Regions from separate parts of the Mus musculus genome. Here all the other regions are linked to region 1. A link is a contact called in public Hi-C and promoter capture Hi-C data. All regions are on one chromosome and are shown on one strand. The core of a region is the stretch at or near the end of the contact, and the rest is flanking DNA. Distances in the headings are between cores, read along the strand shown. Region 1 holds the start of Golga5 (golgi autoantigen, golgin subfamily a, 5). Region 2 holds the start of Ppp4r3a (protein phosphatase 4 regulatory subunit 3A). Region 3 holds the start of Ppp4r4 (protein phosphatase 4, regulatory subunit 4).

The links. Promoter capture Hi-C pulls out the DNA fragments that hold promoters and counts their contacts. Hi-C and Micro-C count contacts between places; a contact is called where the count stands out from the background.
Region 2: a Hi-C map of B cells shows a contact between it and region 1, with 8 read pairs. The contact joins the promoter of Ppp4r3a here to the promoter of Golga5 in region 1. A contact is called at or near these places in 10 of 39 promoter capture datasets (the 3T3-L1 cell line, 3T3-L1-derived adipocytes, the C10 cell line and 6 more), 3 of 484 Hi-C or Micro-C datasets (B cells, embryonic stem cells and muscle stem cells), 7 of 115 datasets of contacts at active chromatin or transcription factors (the NIH/3T3 cell line, astrocytes, differentiating embryonic stem cells and 4 more) and 3 of 9 other capture datasets (adipose tissue, embryonic stem cells and macrophages).
Region 3: a contact with region 1 is called in a promoter capture Hi-C map of liver, with 3 times the contacts expected there. The contact joins the promoter of Ppp4r4 here to the promoter of Golga5 in region 1. A contact is called at or near these places in 2 of 39 promoter capture datasets (liver and pre-B cells) and 1 of 484 Hi-C or Micro-C datasets (muscle stem cells).

Annotation. Positions count from the first base shown.
Region 1 is chr12:102,467,597-102,470,832 of GRCm38.p6, forward strand. Golga5 (golgi autoantigen, golgin subfamily a, 5) reads left to right here and starts at 1,538. Exons shown (of 13, transcript NM_001199004.1): 1 at 1,538-1,767. Gm30198 (a long non-coding RNA gene) reads left to right here. Exons shown (of 3, transcript XR_381856.1): 3 at 1-280.
Region 2 is chr12:101,082,038-101,085,273 of GRCm38.p6, forward strand. It overlaps Ppp4r3a (protein phosphatase 4 regulatory subunit 3A), which reads right to left and starts at 1,665. Exons shown (of 15, transcript NM_211355.2): 1 at 692-1,665. The coding sequence starts at 833. It overlaps D130020L05Rik (RIKEN cDNA D130020L05 gene), which reads left to right and starts at 414. Exons shown (of 2, transcript NR_038050.1): 1 at 414-2,462.
Region 3 is chr12:103,531,073-103,534,308 of GRCm38.p6, forward strand. Ppp4r4 (protein phosphatase 4, regulatory subunit 4) reads left to right here and starts at 1,493. Exons shown (of 25, transcript NM_028980.3): 1 at 1,493-1,670; 2 at 2,999-3,072. The coding sequence starts at 1,548.

The DNA.
Region 1 (3,236 bases), core at 288-2,787:
CTGAGTTGGATTAAACCTGACTTAATAGGAAGAAAATGGCTTGTAGTTATTCCCCATATTCAATGCAGAGACAATAAAAATTTGAGTCTAGGGGCACAGACTTTGGAGTGAGATGGACACCTCCCTTTTAAGGACAGATAATATTGGAACCAGATTATTTAACATCTCTGAGTCTTAGTTTCCTCAATGCCCAAACGCACTTACTTGAGAATTTACCATAGGCTTTTCAGTTGGCGAAATTAGCCTGGTCCTGTTTACCCAGTAGATGTAGCCTTCAGTGAATTATTGAACACAGATTTTCTTTTTAAAAACCCATTTCAAAAAGTCTGTGAGCTGTATGCAAAATATAACTATAGCACTATTGAATAATAGTCTCAGTTCAAGTTATCTTTTCTACAAGGAACCCTCACAAACTGACTTATTTTCCTACCTCGGGATACTTCTCCCTGTTTCTCTTGGTTTACAAAAGGCTCTGAACTATTGTTGATTCATTAGTTTAGGCAAAATCCATCTCTGTCACTTGAAAGCAGGTTCTTTTTAAAAAATTGTATTCTTTTATTTTTTTTCTTATACTATTTTATGTATTTACATTCCAAATGTTGCCCCCCTTACTGGTCCCCCCTTCCCGAGTTCTTCACCCCATCCCTTTAAATTGTATTCTTTTTTTCTTTTAAAGATTTATTTCATTTATATGAGTACACTGTAGCTGCCCTCAGGCACACCAGGAGAGGGCACCAGATCCCATCCCATTACAGTTGGTTGTGAGCCATTGACCTCAGGACCTCTGGAAGAGCAAGCAGCCAGTGCTCTTAACCACTGAGCCACCTCTCCAGCCCTTGTATTTTTTTTTTAATTGGATATTTTTTTTGTTTACATTTCAAATGTTATCCCCTTTCCCAGTTTTTTTAAAATTAGGTATTTTTCTCATTTACATTTCCAATGCTATCCCAAAAAGTCCCCCATACCCTCCCACCCACTCCCACTTTTTGGCCCTGGCGTTCCCTTGTACTGGGCATATAAAGTTTGCAAGTCCAATGGGCCTCTCTTTCCAGTGATGGCCGACTAGGCCATCTTTTGATACATATGCAGCTAGAGTCAAGAGCTCCGGGGTACTGTTAGTTCATAATGTTGTTCCACAGCCCTTGTATTTTTAATTTGTGTGTGTGTGTGTGTGTGTGTGTGTGTGTGTGTGTGCTTTGTGAATGAACTCAGAACTCAGAACTCAGGCCGTTAGTCCTGGCTATTTATCTATGTACTCTATTTACTGAACCATCCCACAGGCCCAGGGATTAGACAGTTCCAGTCTCTGCCTCGAAATCCTCACGTGTAAAACTTTTGAAAGGGAGGAGGAGCTCAGAGGCCTGGGCCGGCTCATGCCCCGCCCAGTTTGGCTTGGGCCCGCCCCTGTGGTGCTCGGGACCCTGCCCCCCGTTGTGGGCGTGCTCCGCAATGTTGTGGAGGCCGCGTGCCGGCGGCGTTACGTCACACGCACGCTGGCGCGGCACCCGGTTCGGCGGCAGACGGAAGGGGGCGTGGCCTGGCGCTAGGGCCCCGCGGCCGCCGGCGCCGCCGCCTGAGTGACCTGCTAGGCGGCCGGCGGCGCTCAGCTTCCGGCCACTCAGGCAGCTCGTTGGCCACTCTGTTTTGAGGTCCTCGCCGCCCTTCCACGTCTCCCGGAAGAGCTAGCCGGCAGGTCCGGGAGCAGCGGGCTGCTGTGGCGGCCCGGGCGGGCGACGAGGCCGCGGTGCTGCCGCTCGGCGTCCTCAGGTGAGGCGCGACCAGGCCGCGGGCGGGACGGCTTGGCCTGCGGGACCCGGTCTCCGCCTTTCCCGAGCGCTGTCGTGCTCGTCTTCGCTCAGGGACAAGGAAGGGGATGCCAGAGCCCCGTAGCCTCCGGATACCGAGGCTGACCCGCCCTCCACCCCGACTCTGCTCTGGGGACCCAGTACGATGTGTTCTCGCCTCTCGGGGACCCGTGGTCACACCGCCGGGCCTGACCCCTGACCCCCGCCTCTGTGTGACATCTGACCTTCCCGGTGGCTTTGCACCACGGGAAGTCCCCTCTTGGAGTCTGTCACTGAGATAAGAGCTCAGGTTTAGTGTCTACGATCCACGTGAAAGATATGTTTTAAAGCCCCGTTAACTTTCAGATGGGAGGCAAGACATTAATTGTCTTCAGGCTTTTTTTTATTAGGAGAGCTACTTTTCTCTCGCTCATCACTAATTTTTACATCGAGCTTGTGTAACGTTTTATAAGTCAGAAGGCATGTTACATTCCTTTTTCATTTGGTTTCTCATAAATTGAAATACACACTTAAATGGGTTTCCTAAAGAGTGTGTTGAAACAGTTAACTTCCGACGAGGTTAGAGCGGAGAGGTTAAAAGGTGGGTTTACCTCTAGGTTGACCTAGATTCCAGTGTCTGAGGTGCCATCGAAGTTCCAGGATCTTTCTAAGCCATATCCATCTTTATTTGTTTCTAAAGGACTTTACAGTTTGCCATATAATGTAGCTGAGCATTATGTTACTATATTATTTTTATTATTTTATTTTTATATTATATTATTTTTAGTGATAGTGTTTGCACAACACTTGACATATAAGGATGAATTACTTCAGTAGTGTTTCTAGGAGTGCCTGTGTGTGGGCTAGAATTGGAATTTATCATTGAGCAAACCAGGCATTGTGTGTATCCACCCACTCCCCCTTCCCCAGCAGGGAGAGACATGTTTTAAAACAACAGTTGCAACAACCTGAAGCAGTGTAAGGCAAAAGAAGGGCATGCACACAGAATAAAAAGACCTAGCATAGAAGGGAAGGAAAGACAACTCTGATGCCAATTTAGTGAAGAAAGCCCAAGATCTAATAGTTCCAAGCCAAAGGGACACTGACCACATTCAACCAACACTGTTGACTTTGTAGTTTACTTCATTCTACAGCTTAAAGGTTAATTTTACTTCGTGGCCTTGACTTTGGCACCTGGAAGTTTTTTCCATGTGTTGGTTAAATAGATAATTTATACAGTCATTTTTTTAAAAAAAAAATTGAACTCAGCTGGACATGCACATGGTAGGTACTAAATATTTAAATTACTGAAAATTTACTTTAGACCTATATATGCTGCATACATAAATCACAGGAGTGCTTCACTGTTAGTTTTGTTTGTTACTGTTTTTTCAAGATAGGATTTCCCTCTGTATCCCCTGGCTGTCCTGAAACTCACTCTGTAGACCGGGA
Region 2 (3,236 bases), core at 415-2,914, 1.4 Mb before region 1:
GCAAGCTTTGAGTTCAAGGCTAGCCTGGTCTATAGAGCAAGCTCCAGGATAGTTGGGCTACATACTGAAACCCTGTCTCAAAATACAAAACAATAACAACAATAATAATCATCTCCCTTTCTTGTGAAAAAGACAACCAACCCCGGTCAAGACATGTGTGTCCTCGAAAGCCAAAGCAGCATTTTCTCTGTCTGGTGGAACTGCCAGATTTATAGACCTTATTGCAGACCCTAAAATCTGAAAGATATGGTGGAAAAGGTTTAAAACAACAACAATCCCACCAGAACAGAACTTTCTCAAAGTGTGCAACAGCTATGAACTTTACGAGCGCCAAGCAAGGTTTTATGCCTGCTTTACAGATTGGTGAACTAAGGGGTGTGTGTGTGTGGGGGGGGGGGGAGCAGATCGTTTCCGTTAAATGCCTTTCTCAAGGTCACGACGGTGCAAAAACCACCGGGGAAAGAGGATCTCAGGTCTCCGACCTTTCTGCACTGGAAAGGCAGCACGGCGCAACGTGCTCCGCTCTGCTCGAAATCCCAACGCCACAAGGTTTTCGGGTTAAGGATGGACACCCCGAATGCTCTCCACCGAGCTCCACCGGACTTGGGTACCCCGTGGCGTTCCCGTCCGCACTCCCGCCGTCCCAGTCCGAGCGCCACTGCTCTGAGAGGGGCCAGTGAGGGTCACTTACCGTCGCTCTCCGCCCTGACGAGCAGGGACATGCCCTTCAGCCTCTCCACGTAGCCGGAGGACACATGGCCAGTACCCCGGTCGTCCCACTGCCGGTCCTCGTTGAGCGTGTAGACCTTCACCCGCCGTCGGGTGTCGGTCATCGTGCCGGCCGGGGGCCCCGCCCGAGTGGCCCAGGGACAGTGTCCAGAAAAGGCGGGCGGCCGCAAACGGGGAACTCCGGGACCTCAGTGCCACCGCTGGCCGCCGCGGAGCTGCGCCGCCGCTCGCATGGCCCGCTCCCGGGTCCGAGCCCCGGGCCGCCGCCTTCTCTCGTCTCCTTCTCCCCGGCGCTATTGTCCAGGCCGAGCGAGCGCGGCCGCCCAGCAGCCCCGACAGGGAACGCGCAGCACTACGCAGCCTACCGGCCCGCCGTTCCAACGAGGTGCGGCTCGGTTCACAGACCCGCTCCGGCCTCCACCATGACCTCCGCAGAGCCGCTTTCCCGCGCCGCCGCCTCCTCAGGCCGCCGCCGCCATGTTTTCCTCCCTTGTACCTGGCCCAGCCGCTGCAGCAGGAAGCCCCGCTCCGCTCCTCCCGCTTAAAGCATCCGAAGCCGGTGAGGTAGCACTTCCCGGGAGACTCCGAACGCCTCTGGCCACCCGAGAACCCCTGGCTCTTCTTAGAAGCCGCCTTCCCTACTCCGCCGCCTCTTCCGTCTTCCTCACAGAGCCAAAGCCGCCGCCATCTTGGCTCGCCCCTCAAAAGCGGCGCGCGGGGCCACCTAGGCAGTAGCGGCAGGGGCGGCCCGCAAGCCCCACCACTTAAAGCGACAAGACGGGAGCCGGCAGCTTCGCTCCGGCCGAGGCCTTGCACCGAGGCGGGCGCGGAGCTGCGGGGGTGGCGGGAGCGGAGGAGGCGGGACGCGAGTCGCGCCGGTGACGGACCGGGACTCCCTCGCGCTGCCCTGCGCGTACTGTCGTGCAAGCGCGGGCTGCGTGTGCGTCCGTCGCACTTTGAATTCGTCATCACCTCGGCTCCGGGCGGGGAAGGGGTGTGGAGTCTGTTGGCGGCTTCTGGAGCCAGACTGGACTCTGATCCCGGAGCTCGTCCTTTCCCGTGCGAGCCTTCTCCGGACGCTTTAGGGAGGACCTTTGCAGTCGGCCCTGGGGGCGCGGGCTGCTGGCGTCCTCCTCGTCCTCCCCCCGCCCTCCTCCTCCTCCTCCTCTTCTTCCCTTGGCCTGAAATAGAGAAGTTTCTGAGAGAGGACCGTTTGGACCGCGAGGTTGGCGGGATGCAGTGAGGCACGCAATGGCCGGGCAAGTCTAAAACCCTCGACGCGGTGTTCACGCGTGGCACTGCTCCCCGGGATCATTCTGAGCACTCACCTCACAATAATCAGCGGTTATCTCCCTTTCTCTGTCGGTTATCAAAGCTGATCGTCTGTAGCCCTAGGCTGGTTTGTTTGTTTTTTTAAACAAAATAACAAAACACATCTTGAAGGGCTTGCAAAGATAAATGCCGTACTGTATGAATAAGATGAAATTCTTTGTTTTTTTGTTTTTTTTGAAACACAGCCTCACAATGTTGCTCTGACTGGCTGAAGCAACGTATGCGAGAAGCTGGGATCTTTCTTAACCCACACCAGAGACAAGTGCTCGCAAAGACATACCTGAAATCATTCACCAACAAAACTCGGAAGCATGTAAAAACAAAGCAGTTGCTGTTTCTAAATACCAGAATGCAATCCTTTCAAGCATCTAGATGGAGCCCATGAGCTCCAAGCAGAGCAGGTTAGCAGTATGGCCCTCTATGCTGATTATTTTATAGCAATGCTTCTAACCTTCCTAAAATGCTCTGACTCTTTTATAACACAGTTTCTCTTGTTGTGGTGACCCCTCCCTCACTATAAAATCATTTTGTTGCTACTTCGTAACTGTAATATGCAGGATATCTGCTGTGTCCCGTGTTTGACCGCCAAGGGATCGAGACCCACATGTTGAGAACCACCTTTTTAAAGGCCCTTGGAGACTGACTAGCAGAGCTTACACAGTGAATAGTTTCTTATCTGCCTTGACTCTTTACCCATCAAAGAAGAAACTGTTGCTTTCATCCCTCTGAAACTGTTTTGCTGGAGTACAGAACCCAATAGAACACACCTAGCCAGTCTCAGTATTTTGTCTCCTGGCTTATTCTGATGATGGAAATCATTTACAAACTATTTTGTGTCTTCCAGAGCTTTCCTAAATTGCTATGATCCGGGTCTTCCTCTCCTCTATAAAGTGTCCTTTAGAGACTTTGAATCAGGGTACACCAGGATTTGTACTTCTCAGAATTTCAGAATTGCCAGCTTGTGTTTGGGAACAAGTACTGTGAGGAAATAATTTATTTGGCGTATACTTCTAGGTCACAGTCCATTGCTGAGGGAAATCAGGGCAGGAACTCAAAGCAGGAGCCTGAAGCAGAAACCATGGAGGAATGTTGCCTGTTGGCTTGCTCCCCTCATACTTAGTTTTTTTTTATAAAGTCCAGGACAACCTTACTCAGGGAATATTGCCACCTGCCAT
Region 3 (3,236 bases), core at 243-2,742, 1.1 Mb after region 1:
TTTGTTTCATGAAGAAGCCAGAGGAAGCTATCCAGTGTCTTGCCCTGCTTTTCTCCGTCATGGTAGGGTCTCTCATGGAAGTGGAAGGCAGATTGCAAGCTCTTGGGGTCCTTTTGTCTTCAGCCCCCACGTGTGGGGGTTACAGGCTCATGCTGGCTTTTTAAAAATTATTATTATTAAATGTGGGTGCTAGGATCTGAATTCATTTCTTTAGAACTGCCCAGCAAGTGTTCTTACTCTTTGAGACATCATGTGTGTGGTGTGTGTGTGTGCATGCCTGTAAGATGGAGTGAGTGTGGAGGTCATTGGACAACTTGTAAGACTCAGTCCCTTCTTTCACTGTGTCCAATGGATGGAACTGAGTGTCAGGTGTGGCACTTTTACCTATGTAAATGGCTGTGCACGTCTGCGTATTGTCAGGCGGTCAAAAGAGGGCCCTGGAATTGGACTTTCAGGGGTTTACTAGTCCCTACAGTAGCGCTAGGTATAGAAACTGTGTCTTCTGGAAGAGGAGCCAGTGTTTTTAACAACTGGGTCATCTCTCCAACCCTTCCCTGTCTTATTTTGACTAGAACCAAATGTAAGCGAGTTGAATCAATGTGCTCCCCTAGAGCAAGAGCAAGGTAGTGCTCCACCGAGGTCTTACACATCTCTTTCTACCCACTGTGCTAAGCACTACCTCCCAGTTCTCTAAGAAGAGCTGCACTCATCATGGCCCAAGTTTTATCCGAAAGGGCTGGCTGTAACCTCTCTTAGTAAATCCTTATTGATTTTTCAGGATTCAGTATAGGTCTTTTTTTTTTTTTTTTTTTTTTTTAAAGAAGGCATTTTGGGACATTTTCCTTCTTCCAACGTCAGGACTGCAGAACTGTATTCGCATATACCTGTCTCCTATCCTCAGGCACACACTAGGCACTAAACCAGCTTGATTTGGCCACTCGAGGGTCCCTAGGCCGGGAGTTGAGTTAGCAGGGGCTTGTCTACACCAGAAGCAGGCCAGCAGAGCAGCCACCAAATAACCAGAAAGTCACTCTCACAGGTGCAGAGGAGCCCAGCACACTGCACACTTCCCCCGCTTCACTCTCATTGGCTCAGCCTGCCCGCGCCCATTTCCCGCCCCCGGCCCGCCTCCTGGCCGCCTGGGGACGCGGAGAGCTCTGCGCACGCGCCGAGGGGCGGGGCTCGCCCCATAAGGGTGGGGCGGGGGCCCAGGGAGCCGGACCAGGGAGCGTCGTTGCGCGGCAGTTGCGTCCTACCTCGCGCGCAGACCCCGGGCGGGGGCGGGGCCGAGGCGGCCGCTGAGGCGGCTCCCTGTTCTGGTCCCGCCCCCTCCACCCGCCCCGCCCCCTCCACCCGCCCCGCCCCCTCGGTGCGCTGCTCTCCGGCTCCCGCCGCGCTCGTGTTCTCGTCGCCTGCGGCCTCTTGCTCTGCTTCCCCGCGGCCGAGAGCGGGACCAGAGAGTCCTTCTGGTGGGCGGCGCGGGGCTGCGCGCGTCCGGCATCCCGGGGCCGCTCGGGCGGGCCGGCGAGGGAGCCCCTCGGCGGTCCATGCATCCGCCGCCGCCCGACGCCGGCGTCGCGATGGATTTCGGGCAGAACAGCCTGTTTGGCTACATGGAGGACCTGCAGGAGCTCACCATCATCGAGAGGCCGGTCCGCCGGAGCCTCAAGGTGCGCGGGACCGAGAGACGCTCCCCTCAGGGCTGCCCGCCGTCCGACTGCCCCTCGGCGCTCCAGCGCCAGTCGCCCTGTCACCGCAGCCGCTTCAGAGCTTCATTCCCTGCCGCAGCCAAGGGTCGGCCTGTCCCTGACCCCTGACTGGAACCAGTCCCTTACCCTGGCTAGAGCTAGCCCTGCCTCCTGACTGAGGCTAGTCCCTTCCTCTGACTGGAGCCGGCTGGGTCCCTTGACTACGGCCAGCCCAGTCTCCGAACTGAAATCAACCTGCCCCTGACTAACTGGAATCAGCCGGGCCCCCCCGACTTGGTCCCCCGACTGCGGCCAGCCCTGCGCCCCACCCGGCTCCGGCCTCCCCCAGGAACGGCCAAGCCGCTGTTCTCGGGGCCAGCCTCCGCAGCCAGCTCCTCAGCCCGTGGTGCTGTCCCAGGTTCTGGTCGCTGGCCCATCCTGGGTTTCACACAGCCCTAGTTCCATCTCTCGCCCGGACGTCTCAGGTCCCATCCTTTCACGGTCCTACCCCCACCTCTGCATAAGATCAAGCTTGGGTCTCCCCGTGCAGCATGGCCTCCTTCACCTTCCAAGGAGAGGCACCCTTCCCAGAGTCGCCCTAGTTTAGGGTTTGAAAGCTTCTCCTCAACCCTTGCCTCCCATCCTGAGTCACCATGCATCCTTTTCCTCCCAGGTCCTCCAGGACTGTAGGCGGGACCCTGCTCCCCAGCCCCCTTGAGGGGAGTCAACCTTCTGTTTCCCCCCCTACCTCGCTCCCCAACCCCGCAGAGTCATCTTTCCAGCCTTGTGGGGTTTCAACCCTCATCCTCACAGATGACAAACCTAGTTTATGGGCCCCTTCCCTACCCTTCTTGCCAGTTCTTCATTACCTTTCTAGAGCCTTTGATTTTCTTTCCGTCTGAGTTCATTCGGTTCCCAACAGGAGCTACAAAGCTTGTCCTTTCTGTTTTATTCAACTCCCCTTTAAAGCATTTCCCAGTGTGGAAAATGTTGTAGCGGCTTGGGGTACTGCGTTGAAGACAAAAAAATATGTGAATATATAGGTAAATATGTTCACATGTGGTATGTATGTGTAATGAAGTTGATTCCATTGAGGTCCTACAGTCTATAAGGCAGAAGAGTACAGATAGTCCCCCCTCTCAGCACTCAACTGGAGATCTGTGTTTAATATGGTGTAGAACAATCCTCAGATTCCAGATTAGTTGTCATTGCTATAATTGTGAATTTTTACCAATAGGGTCTTCAAGGGTCTTTGGGAGCCAACAGTGACCAAATGTTTGTGTGCCTAATTTGCATTTTATCCTTGACAGACACCAGAAGAAATAGAAAGACTGACTGTTGATGAAGATCTCAGTGATATTGACAGGGCTGTTTATCTGCTCAGGTAGGTCTCACTCTTTCTTGCAAATTGCTGCCCTTTGCCTGTTGGGCAAACATGAGCTGTTTCTGAAATGTCATGTCTCAGTTGCTGAGGGTGTTCAGACGGACTGTTCCCCTTGAACAGGGTACTTTTTTGCATGCATCACAATTATGTTATGAATTATGTTA